Regions from separate parts of the Ovis aries genome. Here region 2 is linked to region 1. The links are chromatin contacts, called in public Hi-C maps. All regions are on one chromosome and are shown on one strand. The core of a region is the stretch at or near the end of the contact, and the rest is flanking DNA. Distances in the headings are between cores, read along the strand shown.

Region 1 (3,518 bases), core at 760-3,259:
CAATGACCCTAAAGGGAGATGCTAGACTAGAGAGTCTGCGGATCAAGGTTTGACTACTTCTTGAACGCTGATATTATGTATGGTGGTGAAACAGAGGTATTCAGTTCAGTCGCTCAGTCGTGTCCGACTCTTTGCGACCCCATAAATTGCAGCACGCCAGGCCTCCCTGTGCGTCACTAACTCCCAGAGTTCACTCAAACTCACGTCCATTGAGTCGGTGATGCCATCCAGCCATCTCATCCTCTGTGGTCCCCTTCTCCTCCTGCCCCCAATCCCTCCCAGCATCAGGGTCTTTTCCAATGAGTCAACTCTTCGCATGTGGTGGCTAAACTATTGGAGTTTCAGCTTTAGCATCATTCCTTCCAGAAAAATATCTATTTCTGCTTTATTGACTATGCCAAAGCCTTTGACTGTGTGGATCACAATAAACTGTGGAAAATTCTGAAAGAGATGGGAATACAGACCACCTGACCTGCCTCTTGAGAAACCTCTATGCAGGTCAGGAAGCAACAGTTAGAACTGGACATGGAACAACAGACTGGTTCCAGATAGGAAAAGGAGTATGTCAAGGCTGTATATTGTCACCCTGCTTATTTAACTTCTATGCAGAGTACATCATGAGAAACGCTGGGCTGGAAGAAGCACAAGCTGGAATCAAGATTGCCAGGAGAAATATCAATAACCTCAGATATGCAGATGACACCACCCTTATGGCAGAAAGTGAAGAGGAACTAAAAGCCTCTTGATGAAAGTGAAAGAGGAGAGTGAAAAAGTTGGCTTAAAGCTCAACATTCAGAAAACGAAGATCATGGCATCTGGTCCCATCACTCATGGGAAATAGATGGGAAACAGTGGAAACAGTGTCAGACTTTATTTTGGGGGGCTCCAAAATCACTGCAGATGGTGATTGCAGCCATGAAATTAAAAGACGACTCCTTGGAAGGAAAGTTATGAGGTATTAGGGATACATGAATACAGGAACTGCCAGGGTGGAGGTTGCAGAACGGAGCCTGGGACGATGGTGAAAAAACAGACGCTAGAGCGCTAATCAGTTCAAGTATTTATTGGTTATTCATGACGTGCCAGGCACTGTATTAACAAAGGGCTTCAGCAATAGACCCACCACTGTCGCTACTTTTACTGCGCTAATTCCAATGCGGCAAACCAGGTAACACACACACATAAACACACATATAACATACATATGTATGTGTAACGTGGAGATAAATGCTAATTATAAAACCAAAGCAGAGCAAGGGAACAGCAAGTGAAGGTGGGTGCTGTCTTAGGTGACCCCGGCCAAACAAGCAAAGGAGCAAAGCAGGAACCATGGATCCGTTTCTAATTTTCTTGGAAGCCTCCTTCGAAGTCCCGCCCCCCTCCCTCCCAATAGGCGCAAGAGCCGTCTCCTGGGAAGCTCCTCCCACAGTCCCGCCCAGAGGCGGTCTTGGGGGCGGAGCCCCGCGCCCAGGCTCTCCGAGCGCCCCGCGCAGAAAGCCGCGCGCTTAGGGTTCCCGGCATTCTCTGGGTGCTTTGCAGGCTGAGAAAATTACCCCCGCCGAAGAATGGCATGCTGGGAACTGTAGTTTCCGGCCGCAGCCCCGGGTCTGAACGGGCAGTAAAAAGCCGCCAAGTCTGGCTCCATTCCTGGCACAGGACTGGAAGCTCCGAAGGGTTGTAGGAAGGGCTCTCTGGAGGGTGAGAGAGTCGGGGGGTGGGGGTCACTCCGAGAACCGTCAGGCGCGTCCAGCCGGCTGAGCATCCAGGCCGGAGGCCGTCACGTGACTCCAGCCCCCTCCGGCGCCCGCGGCTCTCTTCAGCGCTGTTCCCGCCCCGCCCCGCCCCTCGCGTCCATCGGCCCGAGCTTCCCCCGGCGCTGCTGCCACCTCGCGCTCGGAGGCGTCACGGAACGTGCTCGCCTCTCCCCCTCCCCCGCCCTTCCCCTCTCCCGCCCTCCCCCACCTACCCCTCCCTCGCCAAGACTCGCCGCCGCCGCCGCCGCAGCCGCAGGAGTAGCCGCCGCCAGAGCCGCGCGCAGCCATGGCCGAGAACCCCGGCTTGGAGAACCACCGCATCAAGAGCTTCAAGAATAAGGGCCGAGATGTGGAGGTGAGTGTGCTTCCGCGGCGGGGGGCCCAACCGGCTCGCCCTCCCGGTCGCGCCGGCCCTGAGGCGGCGAGGAGGGGCGGGGGGCCGGCGCGACCGGGCTGGTTCTCGCCGGCCCGCGATGGGTCGGAGTTGGCCGCCGCCTCCCGTCCCTGCGGCCGGGCGGCGGGAGGCGGGTGGCGGTCCGGGCTGCAGCCGCCAGCGGCGGCTGCCCGGTGCGGAGACCGGGAAATGCCGGGGTTTTCGGCCCCGTCACGCGGGCGCGGCCTGCTGTCGGCGAGGAAGAGGTGTGGAGCTGAGGCGGGGTCCGCGGGCCGGGGCCTCGCGCGCCGGGGATGCTGCGGCCGCGGTCTTTCGACCGCCACGCTGAGGGGGCGGCGCGGCTCTCGCCCGGCTCGCGGTGCAGCCTCCCGCCCGGCACGGCCCCCTCAGCGCCTCCCGCGCTGCCGCACATGGAGCCTCGGCTCCGCCGGTCCCCGCGCCTACCTTCGGCGAGCCGGGCCCAGGCGGGCGGTGGCGGCCCGCAGAGGGGGGTGGGGACCAGCTGGGTAACCGACTTGTTTGAGGGTGGCGGATGGGGGAGGGTAGGATGCGCCAGGACCATTTTCTTATAACCCGGTGCGGTTCCCCGGAGCAGTCGTGCTGAGCTTCTCCCAGCTTGTACTCTCGTTAACCGCTGGCATTTGGAGCAAGCCGAAGGTGGACAATAGTTTCCCGTCTATTGTGTGGAGGGCTTTGGAAGAGACGTTGTTCCGACCTCCGCTCCCAGGACCTGTTTTCTTAGCCTTTTCTTGTAGCGGAGGGGGTGTGCATAGAAGGATCATTCCTTTGACACGTTGTACTGAAATAAAGAGGCTTGGAGGGCCTCTTGCTGTAAGCTGGTAGAATGTCCAAGTGGTTGCAAAACTGTAAACATTCATCGCGGTCACTCAGTTCGTTGCTACTCAGCATGTTGCCATTGTCTCATTAAGGTGACATTAGCAGGTACTGTTTGCAAACTCGGCTTCTGCAGGCAGCGCTAGAGGTCTCTCTGCAGCTACTGAACGCCGTGTAGTGTGGTGCAGAAACTTCCCTGGGACTCTGACCTCTGGATTTGCTAGGGGGAAGGTGTTTCAGGTCCACAGCCTCCTTTTCTAATACCAGGTGACATAATTTGCAGTTTTGTTATTCTTGCTCAGAGGCCAGTGTGACTTAAGAAAGTGTGCATTTTGTCCTGTCTTAAAGAGAGAAGGTGGTGGTGGTGGGGATATGCCATTCAACGTTCTGTTTTCTAGAAAAACAGAAAACTCAGGCTATTTTTCGGAGCTGCCAAATTAAATACTAATTAGGAAATACGTGGAATTCCCATTTGACTGAGACAAATTAAGGTCATCTATGTCTGTCGTGGTCATGGTTAAGCTTCTTTTATGAGA
Region 2 (3,518 bases), core at 365-2,864, 51 kb before region 1:
ATTTCTCCTCTATAACTCATTCAATCTTTCACCATTTATAAGTTACAAAAACTTATCTCAGTTTCTCCTCGAACACTTCTTCCTCTTCATTTTATTTTTCCTCTCTTTCTAGGACTTTTATCAGTCACATGATAGTATTCAATACTTCTATCTTCCAAATAACCTAGCTTTTAAAAAATATTTTATATCTTTTTGTAAAATAAAATTTAAAATATTTTATATCTTTTTGTAAAATAAAATTTAAAATATTTTATATCTCTTTCTTCCTTCCTTCTGAAAGATTTCCTTCACCTGGTCTTCCAAGTTGCTAATTTGTTCTGCAGCCTTATCCATTCTGTTATTTGTCCACCTGATGTGTTCTTTTCAACTGTTATTGATATATTTTTCACATCTAAGATTTCTTATGTTTGTTTTCTTTTTTTTTGTTTATATTGCCATATATTCTTTAATCTCTTTTGAAGGACAGTTTTGCTGGATATGGCTTCCCCAGTGGCCCAGATGGTAAAGAATCTGCCTGCGATGCAAGAGACCCCGGTTCGATAGCTGGGTGGGGAAGATCCCCTGGAGAATGAAATGAACACCCACTCCAGTATTTTTGCCTGGAGAATTCCATGGACAGAGGAGCCTGGCGGGCTACAGGCCATGGGGTTCCGAATAGTCAGACATGATTGATAGACTAACATCGCAACTACTACTAATCCAATATGACTGGTGTTTTTTAAAAAAGAGGAAATTGGGGGACAGACATGCATACGGAGTGAAGACGGCCATCTACCAGCCAACAAAAAAGGCCTGGAAAAGATCCCTCCCTCAGGGCTCTCTCAGGAAGAACCAACTCCAACTTACTTCAGACTTCTGTCCTCCAGAATTGTGAGATGATAAATTTCTGTTGTTTAAACCACCCAGTCTGGGGTTTTTCTTATCGGAGTCTTAACAAATGGCCTCCCTGGTGGCTCAGTGAAAGAATCCACCTGCCAATGCAGGAGACACGTTCGATCCCTGGGAAGATCCCCTGCAGGAGGAAATGGCAACCCACTCCAGTATTCTTGTCTGGGGAATTCCACGGACAGAGAAGCCTGGTAGGCTACTGTCCATGGTTTCACAAAGAGTTGGACATGACTGAGCGACTCAACAACAACAAGCAGATTAACACAAATCTCAATTTTGGCGTGTTTCAACTGTGCAAATACCTTCTTTTAGGGTGCTTCAATTACCTCACCAGAAAAACAGGATAAGCCTTCCCTCGCAGGGCTGCTGAGAAGTTTAAACAAGATAAGGTTAAGTGAAGAGCACCCAGTTCCCACACTGGAACAGAGTGAATACTCGGTAAATATTACTTAGGTCTTTCCTGCTTGAACAAACCAAGTATTTCTTTCAGTTTACCCGACTGTGGTCAGCTCGGCAGCCTGGGGATGCAGCCTGGTACCGTCGACAGAATCCGCTCGAAGCCCTCGGAAAACACAGAAAAAGGCTTCGACAGCTTTGGGCGGCCCCGCTTCACCCTGTGCCTTTGGCCAGGGGTGCCCCTAAGGTTTCTATTCCGCCCTGTGTAGGGAGAAACCTGTTCCGGAGGACGGCCTCTAGGGGGCGCGCTGTCTTCAGAACTCGAGCCTGGACTCGCCCCTGGAGCGAGGCAAGGCGGCTCTGAGGCCACGCGGAAGGCGCGCTGTCCCCCTTCCTCCCCGCGCAGTTTGCTCGCAGTAACTCTGGGAACCGGAAACCCCTCACTTTCCAGCCCTTCGATGAGCGCGCACTGATGCGCGATGTGCTGTATCACTTACTCTGGACAAACCTTTCTCACAACTAAGTTCAGGCTCAGAGAGGTTAAGTAACTGGCCGAAAGCCACACAGCCAGCGGACTAGAACCCATCTCTTCCCAACTCCAAAAGCAGTAAAACATCTTTATGGTCCAAGAAGCGCCAAGTGTTCAGTTCTCCAGAGGGAGCCAGGTGACTTGCAGACCTAATCATGGGCCCACCAAAAGACCTCAGGGACAAGAGAACCAAACAGCCTTTGCTAATACTGTCCTTTTCTCCTTGGAACTTGCTGTTGCTCCTGCAGCCCTGTGTCTCTGCCTCTCTTTGCATCCAGTGGTGATTTTTTTTTTAAGCTGCCCTGACTCATTCTGAAAGTGAAGTTATTGGAGGTTAATTCCTTTTCCTTCTTTTCTCCTGAGATAGTTGATTTTCACAGCCACTCCAAACGAGTGTTCAGGACAGTGTAGGAGCAAATGTTTTAACTGTTTATTGCCTCCACTGGAGGAGTCAGGACACATTAAAAAACAACAGTAGTGAGTGCATGTAATTGATGGCTTATGTCTACACTGCTGGGCAACAGCAGGGTTTTTCCTCCGAGATATAGTCTCGCGTGCCAGAAAAAATAACCAGTGTAACATGATGTTCCTTGACACTGAATTTGTACTCCAAGTCCGTCCAGGTGATAATCTCCAGCTCCTTCGGGCAATTGTTCATTCACCCACCCACCCATCCATCCTGCCAACAGTTGGGAGCCCATAGCACGCACACCACGGAGCCCTGAACCTTGACGGTATCTGCCTACAGGACCATTGTGATCCGGCAGAGCAGCGCTCACAGGAGAACTGACACCAAGCCCATATTCAGAAAACACTCTTTAATGAAGGCCATGCTCATGCAAAATATGTCAGTTCTTCCTGGACTTTTTGTTGTCTGGCCTTGTGTCAGTTCTTTTTAAGAGTATAGGAGTGGGACTTGCTCGGTGGTTAAGAATCGGCCTTGCAGTGCAGGGGACGGAGGTTCAATCCTTGGTTGTGGAACTAAGCTCCCACGTCCCACATGCCTTGGGAGCAACTAAGCCTGTGCACCATAACTAGAGAGTCTGTGGGCTGCAAAGAAAGATCTAGCATGAAGCAAGGAAGATCCCAAGTGACGCAGCTAAGACCCGATACAGTCAAATAAATAAACAAATATATTTTTTTTAAGTATAGGAGTGAAGAGAGGAGCAGCTGGGAGGCTGGAATTTTGTTTCTCTGTTACACTCACCAGTCCCAATGTGGTCCTGTGGACAAAGCCCTGGCTTTTTGTATTTGTAAAGCAAGGAACACTGGCTTCTTTCTAACTCTGCTAGAGTCTCATGTCAAACTGGCATCATCAACTGCCACAGCCTCCAACTTTAGTATCTCTTCTGCCCACAGCAGAGTTCACAAGCCTAATGCTATCTGTGTGCAAGATGAACTGCATCTCCGTGAACCCCTGGAAAACAGACTCCTGGGCCAAGACAGCCTCCCTGCCCCCCATCCTTTGCTATGCATTTATTCTGTAGGTTAGTGGACTCAGGGAGGCCAGACTGCCTCGGAGGCCCTCCCCAGGCTCTTGTTCAAACATGCCACCATCAATATCTAAGTAAAAGTGATTGGGTGTCATGGAGAGCAAAGACACTTAGAAGGTGCTTGAAGGTCATAGCAGAAGAGCAGAAAGTCTTCAGAACAATCCTGGGGCCTTGGAATCTTGACACATAGATACCAAAATGTCGATTGAAAG

The links. A called contact is a pair of places that touch in the nucleus more often than the background predicts.
Region 2: a contact with region 1 is called in a Hi-C map of liver, with 1.9 times the contacts expected there. The contact joins the enhancer-like site here to the promoter of KPNA3 in region 1. A contact is called at or near these places in 8 of 16 Hi-C or Micro-C datasets (blood, hypothalamus, liver and 2 more).

What each region holds. Positions count from the first base shown.
Region 1 is chr10:19,668,110-19,671,627 of ARS-UI_Ramb_v3.0, reverse strand. KPNA3 (karyopherin subunit alpha 3) reads left to right here and starts at 2,009. Exons shown (of 17, transcript XM_015098074.3): 1 at 2,009-2,109. The coding sequence starts at 2,041. LOC132657287 (craniofacial development protein 2-like) reads left to right here and starts at 2,651. Exons shown (of 2, transcript XM_060394361.1): 1 at 2,651-3,518.
Region 2 is chr10:19,718,632-19,722,149 of ARS-UI_Ramb_v3.0, reverse strand. No RefSeq gene overlaps it. Among named protein-coding and RNA genes, the nearest start is that of SPRYD7, 28 kb to the left of the region's middle. Within about 2 kb of position 1,614, at least 17 of the 54 cell types and tissues checked have an H3K27ac peak or open chromatin away from gene starts, as enhancers often do. A contact at or near this core is called in liver, where this site is marked.